2 separate regions of the Mus musculus genome follow, and region 1 is linked to region 2. Evidence: chromatin contacts called from public ChIA-PET data. All regions are on one chromosome and are shown on one strand. The core of a region is the stretch at or near the end of the contact, and the rest is flanking DNA. Distances in the headings are between cores, read along the strand shown. Region 1 overlaps Cdk13 (cyclin-dependent kinase 13). Region 2 holds the start of Mplkip (M-phase specific PLK1 intereacting protein).

Region 1 (3,074 bases), core at 268-2,767, 73 kb before region 2:
TTTGTCTTAATCAGTTACTGTAATTGGACCTGCAAATGATGATTTTGGATTTTGATTACTCCTCTTAATAGATGTTAATAAAGCTAATATTAAAAAGGCAGTTCTTTCTACTCCTCCCAGTCTTCTTAATTGTAGGGCTCTTCCTACATTATCAGATCAGAGGTTCCTCTAAGCTAAATCTTTCACCTTTTTACTTGGTTGGAGTCTTAGCCAAATAGTCTATGCCATACTCACTTTGAATCCTTTTCTTAGAACTGCAACAAACTGTTTCTTCTGTTACCATTGTGTTTTTACAAAAAACATGATTGTTTTATTTAAAATGAATTAGGATCATGGTATTCCTTTCCTTTTTTTTTTTCATTTACTTGTTGAAGATATTTCCATGTTAATCTTGATAGGTTCAATATGCTTATCTATAACAATCAGTACATCATACTTTTTACTACTAATGTATATAGACACTTGGTTAAGATAGAATATGACAAATTATACCCATTTAAAACTTTAGAAATGAAAGCAACAAATTGTATCCTAATAAGGCCATGCTAGTTTATATTCTGAAATGTTATGGAATCATCTTTTGTTGTTGTTTTTTTTTTGAGACGTGGTTTCTCTGTGTATCTGGCTTTCTTGGAATTCATTTTGTAGACAAGATTAGCATCTACCTGTCTCTGCCTACTGAATCTCCAGAGTGCTGGGGTTAAAGGCCTGAGCCACCATGAGCTCTCCTTTTTGGGTATGGAATCATCTTAACAGTAATAGATTTTAACACTTTGAATTTTTATAGTCTTGAAGTTACATTGTTAGGTTTTGTGCTTATTTGGTTGCTAATGGGACCGGCACTTGGTGTGTTGTGTGGCTCAGAGCCTTCAGTTCTTCCCTTTTATAGTAGAATTTTCTCACTAGGACTTTTGATCTTTGTAGTTCAGACTCTTGTTTTTCTTTGATATTTGTTCTTGGGGTGTGTTTGTTTGTTGTTTGTTTTGTTTTGTTTTGTTTTTTTCACTTTTTGAGAAATATCTAGCTGGCCTAGAGTTTGCTATTAGATCAGGCTGGCCTTAAACTAGATATCCATCTGTCTTTGCCTCCTGAGTGTTGGAATTAAAAGCTTACACCACTATGCCTTATACCTATTTTTGTTTTTAACTTGCTATGGATATTTTCTATTTTTCTAGTCAAATCACTTTTTTCCCTTTATAATCTTAGCTTATAAAATTTATAAAAGGTGAACTCAAAAGATTTTCTCACAGAAATTGGTTTAGGTTGTTACAGGAAGAAGAAAGAGATGGTCTGGTTTGCCACCTTCTTCCTTGTAGCAGTGTTGCTACCAGAGTTTGACTAATTTGAAAACTCTTAAGGAATATCTGTGTTTCTGTGTACTTTGTTGTCTGTCAACATATTATTTCTTTGCTGGTACTTTAGTGTTTGTGTTTTATCCTCTAGATACCTGGTATACTGACACTCACTCTTAATTTCTATTAAAGGGGAACTTAAGTGGTATGAAAGTGAAGTGGTTTATTTTTCTGTTTTGTTTAGTGGTTTTGGGGTTTAACTCAAGAGTTGTACATGCTGGGCCATCCTCCTACTACTGAACTCCAAACTTCAACCATAGCCCTTCCTTCAAAAATCTGACCCCAGTGTTGTACAGCTTTTCTTGAAAAGCAAAATAAAAGAAAAGAAAACAAAACCAACAGCAACAACAAAACCCTGGTCTGAATATTTATGTAATAAATTCTCTGTTTTTATCATTAAAAGGTTCTCTTGGGTAACAGATTTTTTTTTTTTTTGTATTGGGAAAATTTAAATTATCAATTACAACTTCAGATACAATTTGAAAATTATAACTCTGGAAATTAAAAAAAAAAAGTATAGAACTAACCAGGCCTTTAATTCACTTGTAATTCTATTATGGAGGGTTAGCATTCCTGATGGCAGAGTAAAGGCAGGGCAGCTGGAACAGCTGAGAAACAACTTTTTTTTGTTTGTTTTTTTTGTTTTTCGAGACAGGGTTTCTCTGTGTAGCCCTGGCTGTCCTGGAACTCACTTGGTAGACCAAGCTGGCCTCCAACTCAGAAATCCGCCTGTCTCTGCCTCCCGAGTGCTGGGATTAAAGGTGTGTGCCACCACACCCGGCAACTTTTTTCTTTTAAAAGCAAGGTCTTACTATGTAGTTCTGGAACCAGACTGGCCTCAAATTCAGAGTTCCATCCACCAGCCTGTACATCCCAAGTGCTGAGACTAAAAGTGAATTCATTGGTTTTGGTTATGTAAATGGGCAAGAGAATCGTGTGCTAATTGTAGTTTGTGATTTTATTTGCTAAAAAGAAGGCATCATTGTCTCCTTGTCATAATCAAATACTACAAAATTATGAGGTTTCTTGCAAAGCATATTGATTTGATTCTTTCTTTTTAATTCATAATTTTGAAAGTTAGAGCTTATTTTTTTTAAGTTTAAACTTTGTTATTTGTTTGTGTGTATTGTATGTGCATGCAATACTGCTGGTATAGGCTCTAAGGGCAACCTTGAATGTTGCTTCTGACCTTGTTTTAGGCAACTTCACTTTGTTACTCCAATATAAACACCAGGGTAGCTGGCCAATGAGCTTTCAGGGATTCTCCTGCCTCCTCCCCTCCCCTCAGATGAGGGTTACTGAGATTGTAGACTGTGCTGCTGTGCCCAGCTTTATGTGGATTTTTGAGATTTGAATCCAGGTTCTTACACTTGAATGACTAGCACCACAACACCATCTTCCCAGCTTCCTAGACTTTATTTTTAAAAAATAGTTTCAGATTTGCAAAGATAAAAAGATATTGAATCCACATTTGTCTTGCACTTATTACATTTAGTCAGTATTCATATACTACTATTAATTAAGGTCTACTCTATAGATTTCTATGGTTTTTACTTAATTTTGTGTCACCTTTTTCTTTCTTTCTTTTTTTTTTTTACTTCGTGGTTGAAGGATAATAATCTGTTTAGATGGACTTGAAGTATGACATATGCCTTTGCATGCTGCTTAAATTTTAAATATGACCATAGTTTTATCGTGTAATCAATTACTTATGGTTGATAT
Region 2 (3,298 bases), core at 50-2,549:
CAAATTTCTTTAATCTAGTGCTTTTAAAAATTACTAAAACCAATTGTATATTTCTCTTTTAGAAATGTCTGCTATCATCTTAAAACCTTTCAGTTTCTAATGTGATAACCAACCCTGCAGCTATTAAATACAAATAAACCCAGTACAAGCAGTGGTTCACTGTATTCACTTCTTGGAAACTTACTTTTTAACCTGATAGGCTTCAAATTTCTAGAACTTTTATATTGCATGAAAATTTTCTATTCTTATTAACTCCAACTCATAAGGATTCATATGGGTGAGCATATTCAATTTTGCAAAACCACCGAGATACAAGTTGTTAGCTACTTCCTGTCTTGTATTCACTCATGGAGAAGAGGGGAAGTTTCCTCAATTTCAAATTTTCTATTTTTCCTTCAAGAGAACTTTGAGTAGGTATAAATATGGCTCGAAATAAAATAATTGTTTCTTTTAAAAAAAGCAAGGATGCAAAAACAAGGGAGGGACATCTGTAGGAAAATGGCAGTAGACTACAGTCTAGAGGTGCCATACTACACAATAGGGAATCATTTACTGTCCTCCCCCTAGGAATCCAGGACAATTCACTGAAATAAATGACAAAAAACCCAAAACCAAATAAAAACCTCTGGGGGTGGGTGGGAGAAGAAATGGAGGATTAAAGAAGTTTGTATACGAATGTGGTATGCTGGCTGAGAGCAGTTTCTGTGGACAGAGAACTAGAGCTCCGCCACTTATGGTAGTCTTAGATAATTTCTTTACGCCTCAGGTTACTCATCTGCAAAACTGGGCCAACGTAGTATCGGAGGATTAAACAATCCACGGAAAGGGAATGTTTCGTATCACGTCTGCCATCACAGGAAGAGTTCGGCAAACGCTAGCTATTGTCTTTACCTGGGGGTAGGTCTGCTGCTGCCCTGGGGAGTAGCCGAACTGATGCTGGGACCCCGCGGGGGACCTGGAGTAGGAGCCTGGGTAGCCGCCCGGGGACGGAGACCCGAAGCGGGCCCCCGAGAAGTTGCCGCCGTGCCGCGGAGACTGGCTGCTCCCGTACGGCCTAGCCCGGGGCCCGCAGGGCGGAGTGTGGTGCGGACTCCCGTACCCGTCCCGCGGGGAGGGCGGCCGCGGCCCCCCGCCCAGGGCACCCCGGAAGTTATTTCCGCCACCCCAACCTCCTATCCCCGGGCTGGGGTACGGAGGAGTTGGGGGTCGAAAATTCGGTCGGTGCATATCAGGAAACGAAGCCGCAGAGCTCACACGCCGAACGCCTCACCGGAACCTCTGCGATCAACCGCCAGAAGGAAACTGGTATTCCTCTATTTATACACCCTTCCGGCTCCCAGCGGACTACCGCACCTTAGTTCCGGCTGCACAAAGGTTCCGATCTCACCAAGTTTCTGCAAGAGGGCAGGTAAACAGGTCACTCAATGGAAGAATGGTGGGCGTGTCTGAGAGGAGGAAAGACTGTAAAGGGGAAACTAAATCTCCGGCCGCAGCACGAGCACAGTCGTCAACGGTCTTCCCGGAGACCCCCAGTACACGAAGACGGAAGCGGAAGAGAGGAAACCGATCATCAGGCCTTATTGGCTGTGAGGGTGGGAGAGGGGCGTGCGGGTTCCGAAGAGGGCGGATCAGAGGGGTAGGGCCATCCGTCTTGGAGGCTTCCGGGAAGCAAGGAGTGAAGCGTCAGCCGGATTCGGGGGCGGGGCCATGAGCCAAGAGGCGGGGCCGAAGGGTGTGAGGCGAGAGACTCGGTTGAACAGGATCGTCCAAGGGGGCGGGGCCGAGTGAGACTGAGGTGGAGGCCTGGGCGGAAGCGGAGGGCGTGGTGGGCGGGGAAGAGTGCGAGGGCGACCAGGGGGAGGGTCTTTGCGGAGGGGGCGGGGCTGGCGGCGGGGCCGGGCTGGCTGGGGGGGCGGGGCTGAGGGGGCCTAAGGTCAAGGAGGGAGGTCGCGGGGCGCTCTCGCTGGGGTTGAGGGGCGATGCTGTGGATGCTGGCCAGGGCGGTGGCTTTTCGGAGACCCGGCCGAGGCCTGGCCGGCGGGAGGGGGCTGTGGACCGGCCGCCCGCAGTCAGGTACCTACTGACACTGAGCGCTCGGGCTCCCTGAGGGGAGCGCTCGCGCCTCGGGGGCTCCTGTCGCAGGGCTCATGGCCATGGTCGTGCCCTGCTTCTCTTTTCCACCCCTGGCTTCTAATCCCCCAAGGTTTGGTAACTTAGGAAACAGCACCTCCCGCCAAAAGCTGAGTTTTAGAAAGCAGACTGCTGCCTTGAAAACTTAAGCGAGCCTGTAGTAATTAATGCTGGACTTGAACCCTGCGTTTACGTTCTTGTAAAATGGAAGTTGACGAGGTTAGGAAGTAGAAACAGAAATTTAAAGGGGAAAAAAAAACCCACGAAAACATACCCCAAACTTAAAAATCTTGTAATTATAAAGAAACGGGATAATTAAAAAATGCTATCTTCTGCATAAGATACCTGTCTTAGACATTCCTGTAGAAGAGTTTTGTGGTCTTTCCCTAACTCCTTCAGATACTAAAATCAACTTGGGATTTTAGGACTCATCACATTAGACCGTGGATATGTGAGGGGGTTATTGGTTTAGATTTTTGTGTGTGTGAGTGTATTGTTTGCGTGTATGCACATGCACCATTTAACGTACCTGATGCCTTTGGAGATCAAAAAAGAATCAGATTTCCTGGAACTGGAGAAAATTGTGGTTGTGAGCTACCTTGTGAGTGCTGGGAACTGAGCCAAATCCTCTTGAAAGAGCAGTAAGTGCTCTTAACCACTGAGTCATCTCTTCAGCGCCTGGCCTAAGGTTTTCATTCATCCATAGCATCTTTCTGAAGCATTTTGGCCTTCAGTCTCTGACATCTTCGGTGACATAACTATAGAGTATATCCTCAGCTTTATTCTTTATTAATGGAGACATAAACACAAGGGCTTATGGGGGGGGGTGAGGTTGTTTAATTTTTTCATGCCCCTGCTATATTCTTGGATAATTCAGTTCGACTTTTTTTGTTTTGCTTCATTTTGTTGTTTTGTTCTTTGTTTGTTTTTTTGAGACAAGGTTTCAATACATAACCCAGGCTCGACCACATTTCTTATTTCTGAAGACAAATTGTATAATCATGGAGGGATAATGTCATCATCAGGATGTAATGATATTTTAGCGCCTGCACACTACAGCTTATCTAACATTTATATTGTTCTTTACTGGCCATAATTTCTGTTTTATCTTTTCTTTGTCTAGCTTAGAATCTAGCATTTGAGCAGTCATACTTATGAATGTATATTT

What was found. ChIA-PET counts read pairs in DNA pulled down with a chosen protein or histone mark.
Region 1: a contact with region 2 is called in an RNA polymerase II ChIA-PET map of memory CD8 T cells, with 190 read pairs. The contact joins the enhancer-like site here to the promoter of Mplkip in region 2. A contact is called at or near these places in 1 of 484 Hi-C or Micro-C datasets (pre-pro-B cells), 5 of 115 datasets of contacts at active chromatin or transcription factors (effector CD8 T cells, embryonic stem cells, extraembryonic endoderm stem cells and 1 more) and 3 of 9 other capture datasets (adipose tissue, liver and pancreatic islet).

Annotation. Positions count from the first base shown.
Region 1 is chr13:17,766,639-17,769,712 of GRCm38.p6, reverse strand. The region is part of intron 2 of Cdk13 (cyclin-dependent kinase 13); the gene reads left to right. Among named protein-coding and RNA genes, the nearest start is that of Mir466i, 21 kb to the right of the region's middle. Within about 2 kb of position 1,517, at least 5 of the 459 cell types and tissues checked have an H3K27ac peak or open chromatin away from gene starts, as enhancers often do. A contact at or near this core is called in memory CD8 T cells, where this site is marked.
Region 2 is chr13:17,693,414-17,696,711 of GRCm38.p6, reverse strand. Mplkip (M-phase specific PLK1 intereacting protein) reads right to left here and starts at 1,299. Exons shown (of 2, transcript NM_025479.6): 1 at 892-1,299. The coding sequence starts at 1,227. It overlaps Sugct (succinyl-CoA glutarate-CoA transferase), which reads left to right and starts at 1,947. Exons shown (of 14, transcript NM_138654.3): 1 at 1,947-2,073. The coding sequence starts at 1,980.